Regions from separate parts of the Mus musculus genome. Here all the other regions are linked to region 5. The links are chromatin contacts, called in public promoter capture Hi-C maps. All regions are on one chromosome and are shown on one strand. Each heading gives the region's core, a stretch centred on a gene start, on an enhancer-like site or on the middle of the called end of the contact. The rest is flanking DNA. Distances are from core to core; before and after follow the strand shown. Region 1 holds the start of Spryd4 (SPRY domain containing 4). Region 2 holds the start of Stat2 (signal transducer and activator of transcription 2). Region 3 holds the start of Gls2 (glutaminase 2 (liver, mitochondrial)). Region 4 holds the start of Timeless (timeless circadian clock 1). Region 5 holds the start of Os9 (amplified in osteosarcoma). Region 6 holds the start of Rbms2 (RNA binding motif, single stranded interacting protein 2).

Region 1 (4,195 bases), core at 438-2,937, 1.1 Mb before region 5:
ACATTTTTGCTCCGACGTTTAAAAGTCAATAGAAGAGGAAGATGGGATGCAAACGAGGCAGGTGGGAGCTGCTTCAGGACCGCGGTACCTGAGTGCGAGCTCTCCCAGAGCAAGGAGAGCGACTCGGTTAAGGGGAAGCGCCGGGATAACGATTGGTTTCCTCTGCCGCCCGCAGGCGGAGAGACTCGGAGGTCGTGCAGCAGAAACAGAAAAAGGCAAACGAGAACGGCTTCGTGACCAACCCTCTTGGTCTTCGCCTATGCGCCAGAGCCTTCCCACCGTGCTATACAGTTCCTTCCCTTCGGCATTTGCAAGTCTGCAGCAGGTCCCTCTCGTGTTTCCTTCCTCTCTTACCCTGGGCCACTCCTGGAAAGTGAGGTTACTCTTCCCAGTTTTGAGGTATGCGACATACCTCAAAGTATTAAAAGTAGTTTTGTAATTAGAAGGGGAAAAAAAAAGTTAACCTGCATCTCTACAGTTACGGGGCTGAAAAGGCTGGGCCTGACTGAACCCTAGTGGAGAGAATGAGTCACTGCACCACCCCACACACACTTTCAAGCTCATTTATACATTAAAAAATAATGAGGTAGCCGGGCGTTGGTGGCGCACACCTTTTATCCCAGCACTCGGGAGGCAGAGGCAGGCAGATTTCTGAGTTCGAGGCCAGCCCGGTCTACAGAGTGAGTTCCAGGACAGCCAGGACTTCACAGAGAAACCCTGTCTCGAAAATAATAATAATAATAATAATAATAATAATAATAATAATAATAATAATAATAATAACAATAATAATAATAATGAGCACAAGTCATGTTGTTAATCCCAGCACTCCGCGGGCTGAGGCAGGCCGATCCTTGAGACCCTGTCTCAAACTATAATAATAAAAAACTGATATACAGAGAAACCCTGTCTCGAAAAAAACAAAACAAAAACAACAAAAAAAAAACAACAAAAAAAAACTGAGCACAACCTGGCACTTGGGAAATTGAGGCAGCAGGATCTAGAGTTTGAGGCCTGCAAAGGTTACATAGTAACTCTGTCTCAGAAGACAGAACAGTAAGCTTGAATGTAGACACATTCTGTCCAAAGAGAATGCTGAGGCTCTGGGAAACGGATTTACGCTTTTTTTTTTTTTTTTTTTTTAAATAATGTGTGGTGCTCTGCCTGTCCTGGAACTTGGTATGTAGACCAGACTGGCCTCGAACTCATAGAAAACTGCCTGCCTCTGCCTCCTGAGGGCTGTGTGTCACTCCCCCCGCCCCCCCCGGATTAAACTACTTTAAAAAAATACTTCTTTTATCTTGCCAGACTTGGTATCGCATGCATTAATTTAGTCTCAGCACTTGGGTGGCAGAGGCAGGTAGATTTTTATGAAATTGAGGCCAGCCATGACTACATAATGAATTCCAGGCCAATCCAGGCTACAGGAGACCCTGTTTCAAAACCAAACAAATCAGAGACTCTGTTTACACAGGCTCTCTGGGTGTGTGTGTGTGTGAGAGGGGTATCCTACTTAGTTGAGATATAATCAGTACGTCTCTTCACGTATTGATCTAGCTCGCCAGACTAGAAATCACCGAGATACCGATTTCTCACGACACTCGCGTCTCGCACCACGTGCTCCGGGCGCGGACCAGTCATTGGTCGGTGTCCCCTGGGGGCGTGCCCCGTGCATCTGTGGCACAAGATGGCGCTGCCCTTTGCACGCTGTTGGAAGTTGTACCGCTGGGGCACCAAGCGATGGGGGGTCCCTGCTGTGGAATCCCGGAGAGGTAGGCATATTTCTTTTTTACTGTCACTCCAAAGTAGTTAACGTGTCATTCCCAGAGCGCGATCAGAGAACTCCACTCCTCATTTCTCCTCTCTCCCCTCTGCCTTGATCTAGCAAGATTCCAAACCTGGGGCACCGGCTTCTGGCTTCCCCAGTCAGTGATTTGCAGCTCCCAGGGCTGTCTTACTAAAGCGGCACCTCTGCTCTTTCCATGTTAACATTTGACATTGACTTTTCTCGATTTCCCGTCATCGCCTGGACAGCTTTCAGATCAAACACAGCCCTAGGTTTACGAGTTCTTTTTTGCTCTGCCCTCAGGCATCAGTTTCAAACTGGAAGAAAAAACGGCCCACAGCAGCCTGGCACTCTTCAGAGGCGACACGGGTGTCAAATATGGCTTGGTGGGACTGGAACCCACCAAGGTGGCCCTGAATTTGGAGCGCTTCCGGGAGTGGGCAGTGGTGCTCGGAGACACCACAGTCACCAGTGGCAGACACTACTGGGAGGTAACAGTGAAGCGCTCCCAGCAGTTCCGGATAGGAGTGGCAGACGTGGACATGTCCCGGGACAGCTGCGTTGGTGCTGATGATCGTTCCTGGGTGTTCTCCTATGCCCAGCGCAAGTGGCACAGCATGTTGGCCAACGAAAAAGCTCCAATTAAGGGTATTGGGCAACCAGAGAAGGTGGGGCTGCTGCTGGACTATGAGGCAAAGAAGCTGAGCCTGGTGGATGTGAGTCGGATCTCTGTGATCCACACACTACAGACAGATTTCCGGGGCCCAGTGGCACCTGCTTTTGCTCTTTGGGATGGAGAGCTGCTAACCCACTCAGGACTCGAAGTGCCCAAGGGCCTCTAATGTGGCCAAGACCCTGAATCGTGCTCATGGTCAGCTTTCTGTCCTTAGTGTCTAAAGCGATTTTACTTTGTTTCAAGCAACTGGTAGCTCTCACAATTCTGTTGGGATCCTTTGTGCAATATTGTAGCCATCTTCCCCTGGGCCCTACTCTGTAAGAGCTAGGTATACAGCCAAAGTCGCCAGTTTCCTAGGTCATCAGGGGATTCGCCTCCTCAGGCCAGTTCTTTGGGTCCTTCTACTTGTGCCCACACACCTTAGACTGTTCAGTCCTGCGGTCCTGCCTCTCGGCCCGTCCCTTATCCACATGTAACTTGTTTTGGGGGCTCACCAGATTCTCTAGAGTAAATGCTCTCTACCTCTGGCTGGAGGAGTGGCAGCCACAGGCTTGGCCTTTTCTCTGATGCACCTCAGATTCTTGGGTTCTGGCTTCCTCAGTTGTACCTCAGCACTAGAGATGTCAGTCCAACCCAGATGCAGCTATCTCCACTCTGAGTCCATCTGTCTTCTGGATACCTGATACCTAGGCAGTTTGCCATAACCATTGTGCCAGTTATGTGACAAAGGGAAAGAGACACTAGGGAGACATGTATGGCTCTGGTGCCAGAAACGTTACCCTCGATAAGTTCCTTCTGTGTATCTGCCACAGTTCAAAGCTCCAGAAAAAAGACAACTTTACACAATCCATTTTGGAGCCTGTTCAGACCCACAACTCCCATCTCCCTTGGCCACAGAATGTACTTAATAAAAGCAGTATTTTGGTTTGAGGAAAACCTGGTGAAACAGTTGAATATGTATGCGGAATATTCAGTTTGGACTTGTCTGACCCTGGGTGCTACAATGGTGATAACTGATGATGTCCTTAGGGGAGAAAGAGAACGACTAAATTTAGCAAAATATAAAATAAAAATTATAATTCATGTAATTAAAGTTTATTTGAACACAAAATACTCTGTCTATAAAATTGCTGTCAGCAGTAGCAGCGTGTCCTGGCTAAGATGGACAGATCTCCGCAGACTTCTAAAGCCACGTGGTTTGGCTCTCACCCATTTCTCTTACTCTGCGGCAGATACATATGCATGTAGCTAGAGGCTCTCCAAGGAAGTTGCTTGTTGGCATGATGATTTCTTCAGAGAGGAAAAGGGGACCTGGGTAAAGACCCGGGCTACTCTCGAGCTGTATCTGGAGGTCTCTGTAGCTAGCTCTGCTCAGGTATCCATTGAGGCTTTTCTCTGTGCTGTGCACTGAACTGATGGGGCGTTTTGATTCTCAGAAAACACTGGCCTGTGTCACCAAATGGCTGTGTCGATCCCCAAGGAAGCAGCTTGCCGTAGTATTTTTGGTGGCTGTGGGTTAAATGTGTGGCCAGCTCATGCTTTTTCTGAAGCAGGGACTGCCCCTGGGCCTGTGCTCATACCATGCTCTCTAGATTCTCTTTGGACAGGGTCTCAGCTGCCGCCTCAGCTTGAGTCTCAGAGAGCAAGTAGGAGTCATGGTAATCTTGAAGCAGTTTGACCACCTCCAGGTGGTTGAACTGCACAGCATCGTCCAGGGGAATGTTGCCCCACCT
Region 2 (4,257 bases), core at 1,187-3,686, 1.1 Mb before region 5:
CTGACTGCTGTTCCAAAGGTCCAGAGTTCAAATCCCAGCAACCACATGGTGGCTCACAACTATCTGGAATGGGATCTGACACCCTCTTCTGGTGTGTCTGGAGAAAGCCACAGTGTGCTCATATACATGAAATAAATACATAAATAAATAACTACTTCATCTTGCTCCCACCAGCTGCCACAGGAAGCCCCTAGACACTGATCTGAGTACAGCAGAATAATCACTAGGAATCATTTAATTGCTTTTTTTTTTTTGGCAGGGGGCGGGGGGGGGGGGGAGGAACCATGCAGAAGAGGGGGAGGAGGGACGGTAGGAGGCAGAAGGGGTGAGGACACCATGAGAACACTGTCCACAGAATCAACGAGGCAGGATTCATAGGGGCTCACAGCAACTGAAGCAGCAATCATGGAGCCTGCAACACTCTGAGATGAGTGCTCTGCAAATACGTCATGATTGTTTAGCTTGTGTGTGGGGTGGGTGGGGGGAGTGGAGTGTCTCTGACTCTTTTGCCTGTTCTTGGAACCCTTCTTCTCCTCCTGGGTTACCTTGGCCAGCCTTGATCTGAAGGTTTGTGCCTAGTCTTACTGCATCTTGCTATGTCGTGTTTGGGTGATACCCCTGGGAGACCTTCTCTTTGCTGACAGGGGAGAGGCAGGGGATCTGGAGGAGAGGAGAGATGGGGTGGGGGCACTGGGAGAAGGGAAGGAAAGGGAGGATATGGTCAGGATGTATGAGAGAAGAATAAATAAAAAGGAAAAAATAAAAATCTTACTCTTATTGTACCTAGAGCTGAAAAGCTTAGAAGAAACACAAGTGTTCTTTAAAGGTCACATGATTCTACTACAGAGCAAACATTGCCACCTAGAGTCCAGGCGTTGACTTTCTTTCCTTAAAGGCAGGAATGGAGAAGGGAAGAGATTGGGCAGGAGATCCAATTATTCTCCTTCTAAAAATTTTATTTTATGTATATGTTGGATGTTTTGTCTGCATGTTCACCCACAGATCAGAAGCGGCATTGGATCCTATAGGACTCTAGGATTATAGATGGTTGTGAACCACCATGGCTGGGAATTGAACTCAGGACATCTGGGAGGGCAGACAGTGCTCTTAACTGAAGAACCATCTCCATAGCCCTGATCCAATCTCTCTTCAAACAAAATGTTTGTTTTCATTTTAGCTTTCTTGCAATCCTTGATCCTCGTGCCTTACTCTCTGTGAAAGCTTTGGTTGAGCTACAGCTCCAAACGGGTACTTGACTCTTTAAATTATATGCCTGTATTGCTTCTAAGAAACAAAAACTTGACGGGTGGTGTTGGTGCACACCTTTAATCCCAGCTCTTGGGAGGAAGAGGCAGGTGGATCTTTGAGTTTCCAGGACAGGAGGGCTACACAGAGAAACCCTGTCTCAACCCTCACACCCAAAGTCTGCCTAAGTGAACTAACTGCACGTAGGCTATAGGGGCTGCAACAAAGTACTTTCTCTAGTTGGCTTCACTCTCCGATATCAGTTTTGCACTGAATAAGGTTTTCTGAAATAAACTAGACTTTGTGTGTAACCTTAAGCAAACAGTTTCACCTCTAGGACTATAGTTTATATGTATTATATGTATATAATATATATATATACATATGTGTATATATATATATTATACAAACACACACACATAATGATCAAGGATGTCTTTCTTATTTATTTATTTATTTGTGCAAGGATCAAAAATTATGTAAAGGGCCTCGAGAGATGGCTCCATGGTTAAGAGCACTGGCTGCTCTTCCAGAGGACCTGGGTTCGGTTCCCAGCCCCCACATGGCTGCTCACAACCATCTTAACTCCAGTCCTAGTAAATTCGGCCCTCTTCTGGCCAATTCAGGCACGCACCTAGTACATAAACACAACATGCATACAAATTTTAAAAATATAATAAGGAAGCAAACAAATAAGTAAATAGATTCGCAGAGCAGAGGTTAAAGCTTTGGCTTATGACAAGGATCATAATGGGTACATAGAGCAGCTGCAAGGGTTGCGGAGGAGTTTTGGAAGGAAGTCGACAGGGTTGAGAAGTAGAACTGTGCAGCGGTGCAGCATCCTGCAGGGTGTTCGACTTCAGCCAGAGAGCAGAAGCCTTGTCTACAGGGGCATCACCCGGGGCAGCAGCCCTTCCCGGGAACCGGCTGGCACCTCCGCCCCGCTCCGCACACCCTTTCGGGGCCTGTACCTTCTGAGGGTCCAGTGCCGCTCCTTCCAGTGCTCTCGCTGCAACTTCCAATTCTCCAAGCGGTTCAAGGACCCGTTTTCCACCCTCCCCCGACTCCGGCGGACCAAGATAGCGAACAGCGGAATGGGTCACCCGGCTGGCGGAATGGATCACCCGGCTGTGGACGCTCGGCGTTCCGGGATCGGTGGGGCGACCGAAAGCTTAGCCACGCCCTCCCCGCGTGTCACTCTCATTGGCTGAAACACAACCCCGTTCAGCGCTGGGCTGGACAAGCTGCTTGAAACCACACCGCCGACTTCAGTGATTGGCGGAGAGGGAGAAGCTCGTTAGTGCCCGCTCCCGCCCCCCTAGTCGGGCGGAGCCCAACTAAAGTCTTAGCCAGGAATTCTAGCAGCTGATTTACCCGAACCGAACCGTGAGTTCTAGGGAAAGGAAACTGAAACCAGGGTGCGTGAAGGCACCTAGGACTCCATAGAAAGGGTGGGACCTGCGTCCCTTAGGATAGGGAGGGAAGAGCTGAGGTAATAAGGTATTTTTGAGGATATGAATGATAAATACTGTGGGTTCATGATAACGCTTTTTAATTTCTATAATCACTTGTTCAGGTGGAAGTTAGCCAGCCCCATTAGAGTGTAAAAATCTAAGTTTCAAGAAGGAAATTACTGGCAAGCGATGACAGTATCCCAAACCATCCACCCACCCATCCATCCATCTACACTTCTCTTGTCAGAATTTTCCACTTATTGGTTGTTTTGTTACTATCTCTTGTACGCCAAGACACCATAGTTCTTTAATAAAGGCCACTCCCAGTTAGAAGTTGTACTTTCAACTTCTGACACAAAATTAGACATGGCTATTTCTTCCACAACACCGATATCTGTGGTGGCATCCTTTCCGGTCTCTGGCTGATGGGTGGTCACCTCTGGCTGAGGGGTGGTCACCTCTTTCTCATCATAATAATACTGGATCAGCCGCTGAACCCCAGCCTTCATCGCTGGCTTAAGAGCAGCCGTGATCACCGCACCAGCTGGGCCCCCTGACGCGCCTACCATGGCCATCAAGAGATCATAACCCAGATCTATGGCCCCATCTCGACCTCGTTCCTTGGCCTTGTCAGAGCAGTTCTTAATGGCGTAATACAAAGCTGTGCCTAGGTTGTAGTAGGTGCCTACTGCTGGTAGTAGGTCAACCACATTGTGGACACTCTGTTCCTGATCATTGTCGCAGTCTGTGTTGGAAATCGAACGTTTGGCCCTCTTTGGACCTGGCTGCTCCCAGGCTAAGAGCTGCAGAGCAGAGGACAGGGCATCCACAGACACTTCCCGGTCTGTGTGTCCACTCTTCTGGAGCTCCTGGAGATGGTGGATGAGGGCTTGTGTAGCCTCCACACCTCCTAATCGGTAAAGCTGAAGCTGAAGAGCCCAGACCTCAGCCTGGCAGCCAGCTGCCTCCAGAGCATTCCTTAGAGCCAGGCCTACCAGGAATTTGGAGACAGGGGGCATGTAAGTGAAGCCAGGCAGGGACTTGGGGAGCAGCATCTGGCAGGACAAGGGCTTGTCTGAGGTCTGCATCTGGTATCCCAACTTCGAGGGAGGGAGCACCGTAGAGACACTGGTTGCCTCTCCGTGTGAAGTGGCATCCACAGGACACAGCAGGAGATAGCAAAGCAGCTGGATTGACATCAGGATGAGTCGGAGGCTATGCATGTCAGGAGCTGAGCACCCTGGAAAAAGGGAGAACCCCAAAACATGCAGACCATGTCTTTGAAGGTTATAGTCTGCAGGGAGCCCAAGATTCAGGGAACCCCCAATCTACCACCTACCTCCAAGCTTATGTTCTGTTTAGCAAAGGGGTAAGGATATGGGAAGTGCAGCACAATTTCTGTCATTTCTAGGTCAGAGTGACCTCCCCATTTAATGCCCACCCACTTATGGGGGACCCAGATTACCATACAGTCCGGCCATTGAGAAGTAAGAGTCCCTGGGTAGCTTCGGTAGTTCCACAATCCTGCTCCTGTTTCTCTGCCCTATGAATAGGAGAG
Region 3 (3,898 bases), core at 107-2,606, 1.1 Mb before region 5:
CCTCACCCCAAAGGTCTTACAAGGGAACGGATAAGCAAATGGTATTTGCTTACCCAACCATATTTATTGGTGTTGAGGTAGTTTGCTGTGTCAGTCTGGTTCATTTAATTATGGTGTGCATATGTTTCTAAATATCACTAAGCTGATATGATAGGGAAAAAACGGTCCATTTCCTATACTGCCATAATGAGGCAGGAGCTACCAGGACAACGTCCAGCTGGATGTCTGAGGATAACAAATTTCATGCTTTGAAAACACTCCTCTTGGGGCTGGAGAGAAAGCCCAGCTACTAAGCATTCCTGGGCAATGTATGCTGGGGGGGGGGGGGTCGACTTCCTGGGTTGAAGATGGCCCCAAAGGGGAAAAACACTTCAATTTAGAGAGGCAGAGCAACGCAATAGCTGACTGGTTTAGGAACTGTCTCACAATTTTCTCATTTATGAATAATCAACGCATTCCAAAACCAAGTTGGAAACTTGATTATCAGTGTTTTGCCAGCATATAAGATATTCCACGGTTAAGCTCTGCTACAAAAACACTCCGGACACATACGCACCTACGTGCGCATCAGCAATGACGCACACCGCACATTACCCACTGACGACAGGCAGAGACAAGAAACCCCACACAGTCAGACCCAAGCGCACTTGGACCTGGGGCAGGAAGCTGTTCGATATCCACAAAATTCCCTAAAATACTGGGACCAGAGAAGAGAGGCTGGGGATGGGCAGGTGTGCACTCGGCCCTGCACTCAGACACGTGCACCAAGCAACACTCCGCGCCCATCTGCGTTCCCAAATAAGTACGCACCTTGGACAGGCATCATCTCGAAGACCGACCTGCCCAAACGCCCTCCCGGGCGGACAGCACCTGACCGCCCGAGCGCGGCGGACAGCACCTGACCGCCCGAGCGCGGCGGACCCAAAGCCCCACATCTAAAGGAAAAGGCATCGCAGGCTAGTGAGCGCGGAGAGGAGATGAGATGCGCTCGCTCTCTGGGGAAGGGGACTCCCAGGGAGCTAGCGAGAACGACAGTGGGAGTGGGAGCCAGCCTGTCCCCTGCCCCTGTCCCGCGAGCCTTACTGATCCGAGTGCTGCGGCTGGTGGCTGTGCGGCGTCCCCCTGCCCTGCGCTGCGGCCTCACCGAGGTAGTACCGGACGCCCCTGCCCAGAAGCGGGCCCCGGCTCGGATGACCCCAGCCTCCCCGCCGACCGTGGCTGCCCGCGCGGCTCAGCGCGTTCTGCAGAGCCCTCATGGAGCGCATGCCCCCGGCGCGCCACCCGCTCGGCCCGGGCGCTCCAGACGTGCGAGCGGCGGCGAGGAGGGAGGGGCGGAAGAGTGGCGGGCGAGACTAGGAGCCCGGGAGCAGTCCTGGGGCCAGTGGAGCCTGCGGGGGGGGGGTGGGGGGGGGAAGGACCGGCCCGGTGGGAGTGGTTGGGGTCCGGGGAGGGGCCAGTCCGGGACGACTCGGATCCCGCAGGTACACCCATAGTCCCCTCACAGCCTCCAGCCAGGAGCGCCACGGGTTCGATTGAGGAGAAGCTGGAGGCGGCTGGGTGGGGAGGGGGCGTGGTCTGGAGTCAAAAGGGACAGGAACCGCGTCCAATCACTGAGGAGGAGGAACGCTGGGAGGCGGGGAAAGGCGCGGGAGGCTGGGACAGTCGGGACACCGGCGCGCGTCAGAGCTTTGGCGGGGAGAGGATCGGCCTCTGCGCAGTCGGAGTTCGTGGAAACGCGCCAGGGCTGGGGACGACGGAGTGCTCTGGTGCAGATGAAAACGCCACACTTTCAAAGAGAGATGAGAGCGAGCGGGATGCGGGAGCCACGTAGTGACCTTCCATGTTCGAAGGCCAGGGGTGGCCAGTGCACACTTACAGGCAGGCGGTGCGGGCTGCAAACACCCCAATCACGGATGCGCGCTGGCGCTGAGTGGACAGAAAGACGGTCCAGAAGCAGCCCGCCGCGCTTCATTGCTAGGCGTCATGGAGCCCAGGTTCTTAGGTCATTTGGTGGCTGCGGAGGACTTATAGTCTCTCTCTAAAGTTCTCTTTCTCTAAAGTTCACGTATTAAAATAAGCCAGTGAACTCAAAATCTTCCCCCCCCCCACCCCCCCCAGACAGGGTTTCTCTGTATAGCCCTGGCTGTCCTGGAACTCACTTTGTAGGCCAGCCTGGCCTCGAACTCAGAAATCCGCCTGCCTCTGCTTCCCAAGTGCTGGGCCGGCTGAAATCTTTTTTTATTGTTGTTTTAGAAACAGGGCTTTGAGATATAGCCCTTGTTGCCGTAGTACTCAGTTTGTAGCCCGTGTTGGCCTTGAATTCGTGGCCAACCTTCTACCTCAACTTCTCAAGTGCTAGAATTGCAGGGGTGTGCAACACCACACGCATGCCGGTGCGCGTGCACACACACACAAACACACACACACACACGACAAAAAAGCAAAGAAACACAAAACATATACGTGCTCCCCCAATTGTTTTTAGTTTTAAGACCTGGCCTCTCCGTATCTCTTAGAACTTACGAGCTAGACCAGCCTGACCTCAAACTCTCAGATCCACCTACTTTAGGCTCCAGAGTGTTGGGATTAAAGGTGTGGTCTTGGTTTGTAGTGGAGAAAATGCACAAAATTTAGGAGAATTAAAAATGTGGTGGTCAGCATTCCTGGAGTCCCAGCGCCAGGGATGTGGAGACAAGTGGGTCAGTAGTTCAACGTCATCTGAAAGAGTCCAAGGCCAGCGTGGGCTTCGAAAGCTTTCACTCACCTGACCTCAGCCCTCACAGCACTTTGACTTAGCAGGAATTATATTAACAACTATTATTGCATGTGTATGCTATGCCAACCAGTTAGTTTATTTTCCCCTAGCAGTGGCCAAAGAAGCAGTTACTAGGTTTGTTTTGAAAAGAGGAAACCAAATTGGAACCAAGACACTTCACTGGGTAAAGGCTCTTGTTCCCAAACCTGATAATTACTCAGACAATGGTTCTCATGAAACCCCCCCACACACTTAGATAAATGTGGGGGTTTTTGTTTGTTATGTTTTTTTAAAGATTTTTTTTTTTCGAGACAGGGTTTCTCTGAATAGCCCTGGCTGTCCTGGAACTCACTTTGTAGACCAGGCTGGCCTCCAACTCAGAAATCTGCCTGCCTCTGCCTCTCAAGTGCTGGGATTAAAGGCATGTGCCACCACGCCCAGCTGGTTTTTTTAAAGATTTATTTACTTACTTATTTATTATTATTATATACATTATATTTACTTATTATATATAGGTACACTAGCTGTCTTTAAACACTCTAGAAAAGGGTGTCAGATCTCATTACAGATGTTGTGAGCCCCCATGTGGTTGCTGGGATTTGAACTCAGGACCTTCGGAAGAGCAATCTGTGTTCTTAACCACTGAACCATATCTCCAGCCCCCGATAAATGTATGCATGTTTTTTTTTTAAATGTGTGGGTTTTTTTTAAGCTTTTATTTAAAAGAAAGTTAAGACTACTTGCATAAGATAACCCAGAGCCAGAAATTAGACAGAAATCTCTGATTACAAGCTTTCTCCTCCAAAATTAACAACTGAATTAACAACTGGAGGAAAACTACCTCTGGGGGCTGGAGAGATGGCTGCTCTTTCAGAGGTCCTGAGTTCAATTCCCAGCAACCACATGGTGGCTCACAACCATCTGTAATGGGATCTGATGCCCTCTTCTGGTGTGTCTGAAGAAGAGACAGTGTACTTACATACATTAAATAAATAATTCTTGGGGCTGGTGAGATGGCTCAGTGGGTAAGAGCACCCGACTACTCTTCCAAAGGTCTGAAGTTCAAATCCCAGCAACCACATGGTGACTCACAATCATCTGTAATGAGATCTGACTCCCTCTTCTGGAGTGTCTCAGTGTACT
Region 4 (3,743 bases), core at 293-2,792, 1.1 Mb before region 5:
ACTCAGCTTTTCCAGGGAGACCACTGGTGTATTGTGTGCATGCTTAGGTGTGTATATGTATGTATAAATATGTGCATGCCCACACACATCTGTAACAGACCAAAGGCCTTTCCTACCTGTCTTTTCCAAAGGTGGGCCTAAGAAGCTGCCCCCCCCCCCCAAAAAAAGATGAAAGAGCTGTCTCAGTTGAAGAATGCTTTCAACATCCAGTGTTTGCTCCATCACACAAAAAAAATTAAACAGAAACTCTTTTATTTATTTATGTTTCCCCCAACTTTGGGGCAAAGTTAGTCCATGTACTCCTGACTGTCCTAGAAATCAGTATGTAGACCAGGCTGGTCTCAAACTCACAAAGATCCTCCTGCTGTGATAAAGGTGTGCTCCACCATGCCAGGGTCTGCTTTTAATCATGTTACCATGAAGGGCTGAAACTCCTACTGCAAGCTCCTTTCCCCCAGTGAGTCTGAAGCTAGCCTGGTCTACACAGAGAATTCCAGCCCAGCCAGGACTGAGACCCTGTCCTTTTATTTATGATTCATCTTTCTGTGTGTTCCTGTTCATGGGATTCAGTTCTCTCCTTCCACCATGAGGGCCCCTAAGACTTCATTCAAATCCTCAGGCTGGTAACAAGCAACCCAACCTGCTGAGGCTTTGTCTGTGGGGTAACTAGCTTGGAGGGCTGGATAAACTGAATTACTGGAATTTAGGGCAACTGCACTTAAGTGACAAGAACTCTCCAGCAGAGGGAGTTCAAGTACCTTGAGGTACGAGCGGACGCGAAGCAAACACATCCTTTCCCTGAGGTTGGAAGTCAAACTGGATGAGAAAAATGTCAGGGACGCAAGACACCCACCTGGGTAAGCAAAACCGTACGCGACCAAAATGGGGTTTCAAAGTAAATGTAAAACCACGGGCTTCAGTTTTTTTGATTTTTGTTTTCCAAAACAAGGTTCTAGTGACAGCATCAAAGACAAAGAAATGACACTCCAGGAAAGAAGCTTAACTAATGGCTCTTGTCCTAGCTGACACCCCTAGAGGTTGTGTCCTTCTTAGGCAAGAGGATCGAACCAGGCCTATGAAGACCCCAAAGCCTGAGAATCCTGGCTCCTGACGACCTCCAGGCCACTGTGTCTTCGGGTCTGGACTGCAGAAGGGTTCTGTTCTACTCTCGGAACTCGAAGATCCTGGCCTCACCGTCCCTTCCCTAGCCCGAGCTCGGGGTGTGCAGAGACCCGCGAAAACCCGGCAGGTCTCCGGCGCGCTCGCCCGGGAGCAGGATCAGAACGCGCGTGCGCGCCGGGAGCCCCGCCCCCGCCCTTCAACCGCGCGGCGGGAAAGTAGCCGCTCACTGCTCCGCTGCTCGCCGCCCCGCCGTCCCACCACCTCAGGGACGCCCGTTGTCGGTCCTGGGTCCTCCGGACACACTCACCCGCTCTCCGCGAGTCCTCTGAAGCCTCGCAGAGCCTGAGGCCCTGAGGTGCGGGGTCGCAGCCTTTCCCGCCACTCGGCTGAGAGCGACCAGTCTGCGCCTGCGCGGGCGGGGGCGGGGCGGGGCGGGGCGGGGCGGGGCGGGCAGAGCCACTTGACTCTAGACGAGAGAGGGAGGATTGGATAAAGAAGGGAAACCCAAAAGGACTGTTTTATGTGAGTCGGGCATCTGCGTTAAAGTAAAAAACCAAAACGCTATGGGTTTTCTACTGAATTATAATAAGAATCAAGATCGAATTAAGGGAGAATTTACAGACGTACTTCCCCTTCCAGTCCAGTGGACTATTCCAAAGTCTTAAATGGCTAGTTAGAAAAGATGTGTTTTATTTGGGAGGAAGTGGAGAGTTTGATGTTTGGGGTGGAGTTTTGGGTTGTCTGTCTTCTTACAGGCATATGTTTTAAAGCTGGCAAGGTATATACAGGAAGCTCAGAATAGAAAGATCTGAAATAAATATTCCTTGTTCGTTCAGGGTCACCTGCGCCCCTGTTGAGACGATGCTGTTTTACGAACAAATACAAGATAGGGCTCCAAAAGAAAAAAAAAAAATCATCTCTGAATTAAGCGTTTAGATTGAGGAGATCGATATCTGGGTCATGAGGGAGAGTTAGCAGAAAGGATAGCCGAGAGAAAAGTGAAAAGACATACAAAAATAAAAGACTATGGAGCTAGTGATAAAAGTACAGAGATGCCATTTGCAAAGTTCAGTTTGCTCTAAATGAATCTTCCCCCACCCACTCACCCCACCCCCGTCTTGCCCCTCAACTCCTGTAAATTTGCTTCAGACACCAGATTTCCTGTTTTAGCCTCAGAGAGCAATTCTGGGCTTCAGCACCTTCTGTCTGGGGCTATTAGGCAGGGCCTTTTAAACTTGCCTAACCCCTGTTTCTATTGGAAGGTCCGTGGCTCAAGGCTTCTGAACACACAGCCCAGCCGGTGGATGTAGGCAGGCTTATGTGGCTTTACAGAACAACTCAAGGCCCGTGTTTACTTTTCTCTGGGATGAGCATCCATGAGATCCGTAGCCTATAGTCTCCCATTAACTCCCTCAAAACTTAGGTACACTTGTGTGGTGATCTGGAAATAAAATCTTGGATTCCTCTCCCACCAGACCTCCTAACCCCTGGAATGCCTTCCCTCCTCCTTTCTTTCTGCTGTCTGCTTCCTGAGAGGAACGACACCCCACCCACCCCCGTGACCCTTCAAAAATCAAGGTGCATATACTTGAATGGAAGCAGGGTAAAGGCCAGAAACTCGGGTTCCCTGTGCTCACCAAACTGGGGTGGGAAATGACATACATGTTGACACCTCTTTCCCCTCCCCTAGCTTCTGTGCCCGCAAACTCAGACACGGCCACACGCACCCACATTCATATGAACAGTCGTGCACACACGGCGAGGGTAGCTGGAGCGGGGAGGAAGGGAAGTTTGCACTAACCAGTCGTGAATGCAACTTGAAAGATTTCACACAGCAAAAGGGGGAAAAAAATGAAAAACGTAAGTTAAAAAATAAAGAAGTACATGACCCTCCCCACAGTCTCTTTCTTCATCCAAGGGCCGGTTTGGCCCTCCCTGAAACCCAGCGGCTTTCTGCGGCTCTCTCCAACTGGAGCTTTTACAGGGCCTGAGTCTTCAGTTCGACAGGTTCCCCTGTACCCTCTGGCTGTCCATTGGAGTCACTGGGTCTGGCTCCCTTCAGGATAGACAGTCTCTCAGAAACACTCTTGAGCCGGGGGAAGAGGAGAAAGTCATAGAGTAGGCTGCCCAGGCCCCCTCCGATGATCGGGCCCACCCAGTACACCTGTGGGAAGAGAGGAGGCATGCTCAGGCTTCGGGACTCTTCAGGAAAACACAGCATATCCTGCTCTCAGGCGCACAGCTAGGCATTAGTGAAAGCTAATGTAGCTTTTTGTTCTTCCTGCTGCATTTGGGGCTCTTCATGTGAATGAAGCCTGTGGGCTAGCACTGAACAGAACACCAGCTCTCTTGGTTCGTTTGTTGGTTGGTTTTAAAATTATAGACTCAGTGGGGCTGAAGAGATGGCACAGAGCATTCGCTGTTCTTGCTGGGGACCCAAGATCATTTCCTAGCATTAACATGGCACCTCACAACCATCTGTGACTCCAGTTCCCAGGGATCTAAATGCTCCATCTGGCCTCCAAGGGCACCAGGCAGGCACAAAGTGCACAGACACACATGCAAAACACCCGTATATGTTAAAAAATAAAATACAGCTGTGCATGGTGGCGCTCGGCTTT
Region 5 (3,853 bases), core at 22-2,521:
TTCCCCGCAGAAATTTTCCAATGGTATATAATGTCTCTCGTTTGCCGTTGTCTAGGAATTGATATTCTCAGGGTTGCTAATTCAGTTACCGTCTGTTTCCAGCTTCATTTCCCTTTTGTTTTTACAGGTTTTCCCTTACAGTCTGGACAAACAGACACTTTACCCACATACCCAAGACCCAGCCCAACTTTAACCAGAAGGCCCTTATTTTTAGTTCTTCCTTCTCCTCTCCCCTGCCTTCCTCCTCCTTGTCTCCTCCTCCTCCTCCTCCTCCTCCTCCTCAAAGATTGCTATTCATAAGCTGGGCTGGCTCCTACTGTTCATCTTTTTGCCTCAGCTTATAATTATAGGCATCTACCTCCACTGTTGGCTCCATTATTATTTCTTCTTCTTTTGAGACAGAGTCTTATGTATTCCAGGCTTGAACCCAACTCTATGTAGCCAAGGATGACTGCTTGGATTCCAGGTGTGTACACCAACTGTGATGCAGCTTGAACCCTGCTAAGCCAGTGTCTGTGTGTATTTGAGAGTGTGACTCAAATATCGAAGGCTGGTCTCAAACTCACAATATGGAAGAGGATGACCTTGAATTATTGAGCCTCCTGCCTCTGTGTCATGAGTGTCGGGATTACAGGCATGCACTACCACACTCTCCTTCTTAAAATAATTTTATTGGAGGGCAAATTCAGGTTTTGACACAGATTATTTGGTTGTTGGTAATATATTATCATATATGTGTATATAAAAATATGTACATGTATATTTGTGTGTATATAAATGTAAATATGTACATAATTATATATGTACATACATAAATATCTGTGCGATATATGTATATTTTTATGAAGAAGCATGCTTCTGTATAGTATATTTTGAAAAGATATTAAGTAACTTCCAAAAATATCCCCCGCACTCACCATCCGCTTCAATATTCTGCCCGATGGAGATGCCATACATTGCAAGAAATATATGAAAAATAGTAAGAAGGTTTATTTCCGACAGCTGGGGATGAGACAACAGGCAAAAGAACACAGCCACATACCACACCTCAGGATTAAGGAGCGAGGAGGGGAGGGGCCCAATCTCGCCGATGATTGGTTGTTGCTCTTGGCCAATCAGAAACAGCTATTGATTTTTACTAACAATGCGACCCGCCTCCCTGGAGGCTTTGACGCCACGTTTACAAATGAGGATGCGTTACGTAAGAGAGAGCTCCCGGACAGCCAATGAAAGCTTGGGGCGCTAATGGGCGGGTGAGGCCGCTGCCAGGTTTGGGGCGGAAGGGACATCTCTAGCAGAGACGGAGCGGAAGATGGCGGCGGAGGTGCTGCTGTCCAGTCTGTTGGGATTGCTATTTCTAGGGCTCCTGTTACCTGCGCGTCTGACGGGCGGTGTCGGGAGCCTGAATTTGGAGGAGCTGAGTGAGATGCGTTATGGCATCCAGATCTTGCCGTTGCCTGTCATGGGAGGGCAGGTAAGGGGTGTGGGGCGAGGTGAGGGTCCTGTGCAAGAGGAAGGGGCGCACGGTGGAGGAGGAAGGGCAACTGCGCACCGGGCTCGGGAGAATGGGGGAATGGAGAAGGGATGGTGGTGTTCCTGCGGTCCTGCTGGGAATGGCAGGCAGACCCATCCTCGGAGACCAGGCACCGACAGGGGTAGGGCTCCCCACTGTAGACCTTAGTTCCCCAGGTCGTAGTGAAATCACTGGGACCCCGCCGGGTGGGGAAGCGAGAACGCCCTCTCCTCCGCTCAGCCGGGGCAGCTGGAGGACTTGTGGCTTATTCTCTCTTCCACTGGGCACGTCCCCAGGGTCTGAAGAGGGATCTCGTTGTTCTTGGTCCCAGCCTCTGCCTCCCTGCCCCTCTTCCCGACCCTTCTTTCCCAGAGCCAAGCTTCAGACGTGGTGGTTGTGTCTTCAAAGTACAAACAGCGCTATGAGTGCCGCCTACCAGCTGGAGCTATTCACTTCCAACGTGAAAGAGAGGAGGAGACGCCTGCTTACCAGGGGCCCGGGATCCCTGAATTGTTGAGCCCAATGAGAGATGCCCCTTGTTTGCTGAAGGTGAAAGGAACTGGGGTGGGCGGAGGGAAGGCTTGGGAACCGGAATGGAGGCCAGTGGGAGTTAAAGGGCCATTGGTGTACTAGATATGTTTGGGGGGGGGGGAGCGTGGGGGGTGGGGTGGGGGCGTGCAAAGCAAAGACTCTGCTGAATGTAGGGAAAGGTTAAGATAGAAGATCTCAAAATAGGTTAAACCAACATCAGAAGGACGGTGGTGGGACCAGAAGAGCTGGAGCCTACCTGTAAAGTCACCTCCTGCTCCTATTGCTCATTACCTCAGGATGCCATTGTATTCCACGAAGTTCAGTGAATACTTGAACCTGTGGGAGTCCTCATCCAAGTGCTTCAAGGATACCATGATTTCTTATCTTTATGGAGGGCAGGGAATGATTTATGCCTGTGATCCCAGGTGGGTCACAGAGCATCATAGCCCTGTCTGAGAAGAAAGAAGAAAGAAGAAGAAAGAAGAGAAGAAGAAAAGAAGAAGAAAGGGCATGGGTGGGGATCAGTTATACTTTAGATGTGCGTCTCCAGCCACGAAAAGAAAACAGCTGTCCCTTCTCACAGAGTCGAGAATGCGGGAGGGGAGAGAAAAAGGGAGGTGAGAACTAAATGACAGGTTATATATCTCGGAGCCAGGAGACTGTGGTTTCACAAGGAGATCATTTTCTTGCCTCCTGATTGTTCCTTTTTCCACTATCAGACCAAGGACTGGTGGACATATGAATTCTGTTATGGACGTCATATCCAGCAGTACCATATGGAAGGTGAATCGCTCCTACACTCCCCCTAAGCCTTCATGACCCTGTGTGGTTGGTAACCTTCCCTCCCAGTCCTCCCTTCTAGGCCTCATCATGAGAATAGTGGGCTTTACTGTGGTTTCCCTTACAGACTCGGAGATCAAAGGTGACGTCCTCTATCTTGGCCACTACCAGTCCTCCTTCAACTGGGACGACGAAACAGCCAAGGTGACTGGGGTGTGGGGTTGGATTGGGGACCGGCTGAGCGGCAGATAGAGGGCCCAGGCAACAGGGAGGGTCACATTGAGCTGGTGTGCCTCTTGGGGTTTGGTACCCATCAAGCCTCCTGGGCTCTGTTCTGTGATCCCCCGGTCCCTGCGGGAGTGTGTTCCCTTTCTCACGCCCTCTCCACCCCGCCTCATGTTTTCTCCAGGCTTCCAAGCAGCATCGGCTGAAACGCTACCACAGCCAGACCTACGGCAACGGGTCCAAATGTGATCTCAACGGGAAGCCCCGAGAAGCTGAAGTTCGGGTAAGTCTTCCAGGAAAGAAAAGGGTCCCTGAATAACAGTAGTCTGCCTGCTAAGGGAGGAGAATGCTTATGCCCTGGAGTCAGAGGATCTCTTAGGTGTCCAGCCCAGTCTCAGCTGCATCTTCAGAGGTAATTTAACTCTTCGTTTACCACAGGCTACCCTCAGTACTTCTAGCCACATTTAACCTTTCCAGCATCTCCTCTCCTTCCCCCGCTACCTAAGCTGTAAACGTTAGCGCCTGCCTTTGACTCTTCTTGCTCTGGGTGTAGCAGGGAGACATTGGTCTTGACTCTTCCGGCAGAACGGGGAGTGAACAGGAAGCTCCTGCGTGTAGGGAAGGCCTGAGGTAGAGGGGAAGACAGACGCTAAAGTGAGAAGCGAGTCTGAAAGAAGCCACAGGCCAGTGGTTCTCAACCTGTGGGTCGCGACCCCCCCACAAGGCCCATACATCAGATACCCTGAATATCAGATAGTTACATTATGATTCGTAACAGTAGCAAGATTTCAGCTAGAAAATTAT
Region 6 (4,081 bases), core at 366-2,865, 1.1 Mb before region 5:
CCATGTGGTTGCTGGGATTTGAACTCAGTACCTTTGGAAGAGCAGTAGGTGCTCTTACCCACTGAACCATCTCACCAGCCCTATTAATTTTAAGATACTTTTTTTTTAAAGATTTATTTATTTATTTATTTATTTATTTATTATATGTAAGTACACTGTAGCTGTCTTCAGACACTCCAGAAGAGGGCGTCAGATTTCATTACGGATGGTTGTGAGCCACCATGTGGTTGCTGGGATTTGAACTCGGGACCTTCGGAAAAGCAGTTGGCACTCTTAACCACTGAGCCATCTCGCCAGCTCCAAGATACTTTTTTTTTAATGTTAAAAAAATTAGCTTGGCAGTGGGGGTGCACACCTTTGATCCCAGCATTTGGGAGGCAGGGGTAGGCAGATATCCAGGCCAGCCTGGTCTACAGAGTGAGTTCCAGAACATTCAGGGCTACACAGAGAAACCCTGTCTCAAAAAATAAAAAATAAAACATTGTGTGTGTATGTGTGTCTCTGTGTGTGTTTTGTGTACTTATGTATGTGTATATACGTATGCATGTGTATATGATGGGGGGGGGGAGTGGGAGAGGGAGAGAGAGCACACATGTGTGAGCATGCTGGTATCCATGGAAGCTAGTGGCCATAGAGGTGACTGTGAGTCACCTCATGTGGATGCTGGGAATCAGCTGTGCTCTCCTGGAGTAGCAGCCATGCTCTTAACCCCTGAGCCAGCTCTCCAGACTCCAAAATCTTTCTTACTGCATCAAGATCACCCTAATATAAGCTGGGCCTGGGCGTGGTGGTGCACACCTTTAATCCCAGTACTCGGGAGGCAGAGGCAGGTGGATTTCTGAGTTCGAGGCCAGCCTGGTCTACAAAGTGAGTTCCAGGACTGCCAGGGCTACACAGAGAAACCCTGTCTCAAAAACCAAAAAAAAAAAAAAAAAAAATCACCCTAATATAAACTAGTCTGAGCTCTGAGCTCTCACACACGGTATTGCCATATAGTCTTCTTTCCATGCTCTGGGAGGCAGTCAAGATGGTCCTTTTACACTAAGCTTGATGTCTTTAAATATATATATATATATATATATATACTATTTCATTTATTTCTTTTTGTATGTGCATATGTGGGCATGCCACATTGGGTGCTGGGGTCGGGGGAGAAAAATTTTTGGTAGCTGGTTCTCTCCTTCTACCATGTAGATCTGGGAACTGAGCATAGGCCTGGCAACTTACTAAGACATTTTTCAGGCCAAGTTTGAAATCTTGTAGCTGAGATCTCAGGGAAAGAAAGCTTCAAATCAAAACAAAACAACAACAAAAACCATTGTCTTTTATTAATAATAGGTTAATTGTCTTTTCATAATAATCAGAACTTGTTCATGGAGAAACAGGGTTACATTTGAAAAGGATTAGACCTAAGAATTCTTCTTTCTAGCTTGAACTAAGCCTATGAAAACCAAAACCAAAACAGAACATCCCGGGCATTAGGACCCAGTGGAAGTGGCTCGTTCTGACTTTGGGTTAACTTCTCTCAGTGACGTAAGGAGCAGACCTAGCTCATTCTTCCCCGCAGGCCCCCCCCCCACTCCCTCTCTCTCTCTTGCGTGCTCCTTTTCTCCTCTTTCTCCTCCCCCTCCCTTCTCCCTTCCCTCCCTCTTTCCCTCCCTTCCTCTCTCCCTCTCCTTTCCCCCTCCCCTCCTCCCTCCCTCTTTCTCCCTCCCTTTCCTTCACTCTCTTCTTTCTCTCTCTCAGCTCCGTAACAGTAAAGAAAAAATGCTGCTATCAGTGACTTCCAGGCCTGGGATTTCGACTTTTGGCTATAACAAGAACAACAAGAAGGTAGGAAAAAAGTGCTTTTGGGGAATCAGCTACTTCCTTTCCTAGGGATCCAGGAGCGCCCTTGGTTTTAGAATTCTCCTTTAAGAGGGGAACGAGATTCCTCTGTCCCCCTTCAGCGCCTCTCCTTCCACCGCGTCTTTCCTGCCTTTTTGCACCTGGTTCTGGAGTTAAAGGAATTTAGAGCAGAAGTTTGTGAGGCTGGAGGAGGCAGCGGAATAAAAACAACCAACTTTGCAAGTTTGTATCTTCTGAAACGAAGTTAGTCTGCCTGTCTGCTGCTGCGCCCATGGTCCCGGGGATAGTCTGACAACTCAGACCTTGTCCCTAGGCTCACACCCGGCAAGATTATTTTATCATTTTGGTTAATTGCATCCACCCTTACCCCCACCTCACTTCGCTTTTTACTCAACCCACCAGATAGCAGAAAAATTACAGGTAGTTTGAGAGGTCTCAAGGCTCATCAAGAATTAAGTGTGTGCTTCTAGACGAGAGACCCTACCCCACCCCACCCATCCTGGCAGAGGAATTTGGGGAGATAACATGCTTTGGGATTAAGGCAGAAAGCTCTGTGATTCTTTGGGTCATGCCTTTTGAGAGGATACTTGGAACCCTGCAGATAGCCAGGCTTAGCAAGGATCCCTGGAGTCTTTATGATTAACCCCTGGCTGCCTGAGGAGTTAAGGTATGTTTGAGTGAATGAACAGCCTGGAGAGAGATAGACAGGCTTGCCCACATTTGCCAGAGAGTATCCTTGGCAGTTTCTTGGCATTTTGTGGTATGCAATGCTGGAGGAGGAGCTTTGAGCCATAGCAGGAAGACTTTTTGGTCTCTTTTGAGCATTACAGCTGTTCTTTAAGAAAACACGTGGTGCAGAGATCTATGCTTGTTTGATGGAATGTTGGAGGTGGGGAGAGATTCATATCCTCGTGGACCTGAAAAGACCATTTCAGAGACTCGAATACTAGTATCTCATCAGGGCAGTACTCTGGTGGGTAGTTTATGTGGTTTTCATTCTGTTTATGTGCTTAAGAAAGAAAGCTCTACAGCCAGGTGATGGTGCAAGCCTTTAAATCTAGTACCCAGGAAGCAGAGGCAGTCCAATCTCTAAGTTCAACACCGGCCTGGACTACAAGCAAGTTCCAGGACAGCCAGAGCTACAGAGAGAAACCCTGTGTCAAAAAACAAACAAAAACAAAAAAAGAAATGAAGCTCTATGCATATTTTTGATTACACACATATACAAACATTATATTATATATTTCAATAGGTATTAACTGATGCCCTTCTAATATATATATATGCATATATATATATGTTATATGTGTATATATGTATATATAATTCATTTTATATGTATGTGTGTTTGAAAGGGAACATTCCACCTATCTTTATTCTCCTCAGCTCTTTATAGTACTGTATACAAGTTTCATTCTCATTTTCTATTAGTTTTGGGTTTTGAGACATGGTCTCCGTCTTTGCTCCAAGTTGGCCTAAAACTCACTCTGTAGCCCAGGCTGGTCACAGGATCACAGATATGAATGAGCCATTGCCTCTTATCTTTTTCTTTCTTTCTTTCTTTCTTTCTTTCTTTCTTTCTTTCTTTCTTTCTTTCTTTCTTTCTTTCTTTCTTTCTCTTCCTTCCTTCCTTCCTTCCTTCCTTCCTTCCTTCCTTCCTTCCTTTTCTTCTTCTTCTTCTTCTTCTTCTTCTTCTTCTTCTTCTTCTTCTTCTTCTTCTTCTTCTTCTTCTTCTTCTTCTTCTTCTTCTTCTTTTTGGTTTTTTGAGACAGGGTTTCTCTGTATAGCCCTGGCTGTCCTGGAACTCACTCTGTAGACCAGGCTGGCCTCGAACTCAGAAATCCACCTGTCTCTGCCTCCTAAGTGCTAGCCTTCCTTTCTTTCTAATTTGGTTTTATTATGTAGCCCAACTGGCCCTCAAACTTGTAATCCTCCTGGCTCAGCCTTCCCAGGGCTCCTACTACACAGCCTCTTCTGATTCTTTTTCCCCTCCAAGTTTCTCAGGATACCCATTAGAATAAAAGGAAATGGATTTTCTCTTTCAGGTTGTTATGTATTTGAATATATCTAAAATATTTTCTCAGTTCTCCTTTCCCTTTGGAGTATGGGGGATGTCTAAGATTTAGTTTCCTTCTTTTTTTTCTTTTTGTTTTTTTGTTGATGCTGATGCTGGGGATGGAACGTGTGGCCTTGCACATGCACTTGGTGACTAAGCCAACAGCCAGATGTTTAG

Evidence for each region. Promoter capture Hi-C pulls out the DNA fragments that hold promoters and counts their contacts.
Region 1: a promoter capture Hi-C map of pre-B cells shows a contact between it and region 5, with 4 times the contacts expected there. The contact joins the promoter of Spryd4 here to the promoter of Os9 in region 5. A contact is called at or near these places in 2 of 39 promoter capture datasets (cranial neural crest and pre-B cells).
Region 2: a contact with region 5 is called in a promoter capture Hi-C map of pre-B cells, with 2.5 times the contacts expected there. The contact joins the promoter of Stat2 here to the promoter of Os9 in region 5. A contact is called at or near these places in 4 of 39 promoter capture datasets (the C10 cell line, cranial neural crest, hippocampal neurons and 1 more), 1 of 115 datasets of contacts at active chromatin or transcription factors (bone marrow-derived macrophages) and 3 of 9 other capture datasets (adipose tissue, liver and pancreatic islet).
Region 3: a promoter capture Hi-C map of pre-B cells shows a contact between it and region 5, with 4 times the contacts expected there. The contact joins the promoter of Gls2 here to the promoter of Os9 in region 5. A contact is called at or near these places in 5 of 39 promoter capture datasets (cranial neural crest, hippocampal neurons, liver and 1 more).
Region 4: a promoter capture Hi-C map of pre-B cells shows a contact between it and region 5, with 3 times the contacts expected there. The contact joins the promoter of Timeless here to the promoter of Os9 in region 5. A contact is called at or near these places in 7 of 39 promoter capture datasets (the HPC-7 cell line, the SN4741 cell line, cranial neural crest and 3 more).
Region 6: a contact with region 5 is called in a promoter capture Hi-C map of pre-B cells, with 6 times the contacts expected there. The contact joins the promoter of Rbms2 here to the promoter of Os9 in region 5. A contact is called at or near these places in 5 of 39 promoter capture datasets (cranial neural crest, hippocampal neurons, liver and 1 more).

The regions. Positions count from the first base shown.
Region 1 is chr10:128,209,286-128,213,480 of GRCm38.p6, reverse strand. It overlaps Spryd4 (SPRY domain containing 4), which reads left to right and starts at 1,687. Exons shown (of 2, transcript NM_025716.2): 1 at 1,687-1,772; 2 at 2,090-3,573. The coding sequence starts at 1,688. The coding sequence ends at 2,628. Gls2 (glutaminase 2 (liver, mitochondrial)) reads right to left here. Exons shown (of 18, transcript NM_001033264.3): 18 at 3,477-4,193. The coding sequence ends at 4,037.
Region 2 is chr10:128,268,677-128,272,933 of GRCm38.p6, reverse strand. It overlaps Stat2 (signal transducer and activator of transcription 2), which reads right to left and starts at 2,436. Exons shown (of 24, transcript NM_019963.2): 1 at 2,217-2,436. It overlaps Apof (apolipoprotein F), which reads right to left and starts at 4,235. Exons shown (of 2, transcript NM_133997.3): 1 at 4,165-4,235; 2 at 1,684-3,939. The coding sequence starts at 3,922. The coding sequence ends at 2,975.
Region 3 is chr10:128,192,093-128,195,990 of GRCm38.p6, reverse strand. It overlaps Gls2 (glutaminase 2 (liver, mitochondrial)), which reads right to left and starts at 1,356. Exons shown (of 18, transcript NM_001033264.3): 1 at 1,084-1,356. The coding sequence starts at 1,265.
Region 4 is chr10:128,229,862-128,233,604 of GRCm38.p6, reverse strand. It overlaps Timeless (timeless circadian clock 1), which reads right to left and starts at 1,542. Exons shown (of 29, transcript NM_001164081.1): 1 at 1,430-1,542. Mip (major intrinsic protein of lens fiber) reads right to left here. Exons shown (of 4, transcript NM_008600.5): 4 at 1,793-3,286. The coding sequence ends at 3,101. It overlaps Gm26847 (a long non-coding RNA gene), which reads left to right and starts at 542. Exons shown (of 2, transcript XR_380941.4): 1 at 542-857; 2 at 950-3,015.
Region 5 is chr10:127,118,578-127,122,430 of GRCm38.p6, reverse strand. Os9 (amplified in osteosarcoma) reads left to right here and starts at 1,271. Exons shown (of 15, transcript NM_001171026.1): 1 at 1,271-1,474; 2 at 1,886-2,062; 3 at 2,764-2,827; 4 at 2,952-3,028; 5 at 3,234-3,332. The coding sequence starts at 1,313.
Region 6 is chr10:128,174,102-128,178,182 of GRCm38.p6, reverse strand. It overlaps Rbms2 (RNA binding motif, single stranded interacting protein 2), which reads left to right and starts at 1,615. Exons shown (of 13, transcript NM_019711.2): 1 at 1,615-1,833. The coding sequence starts at 1,768.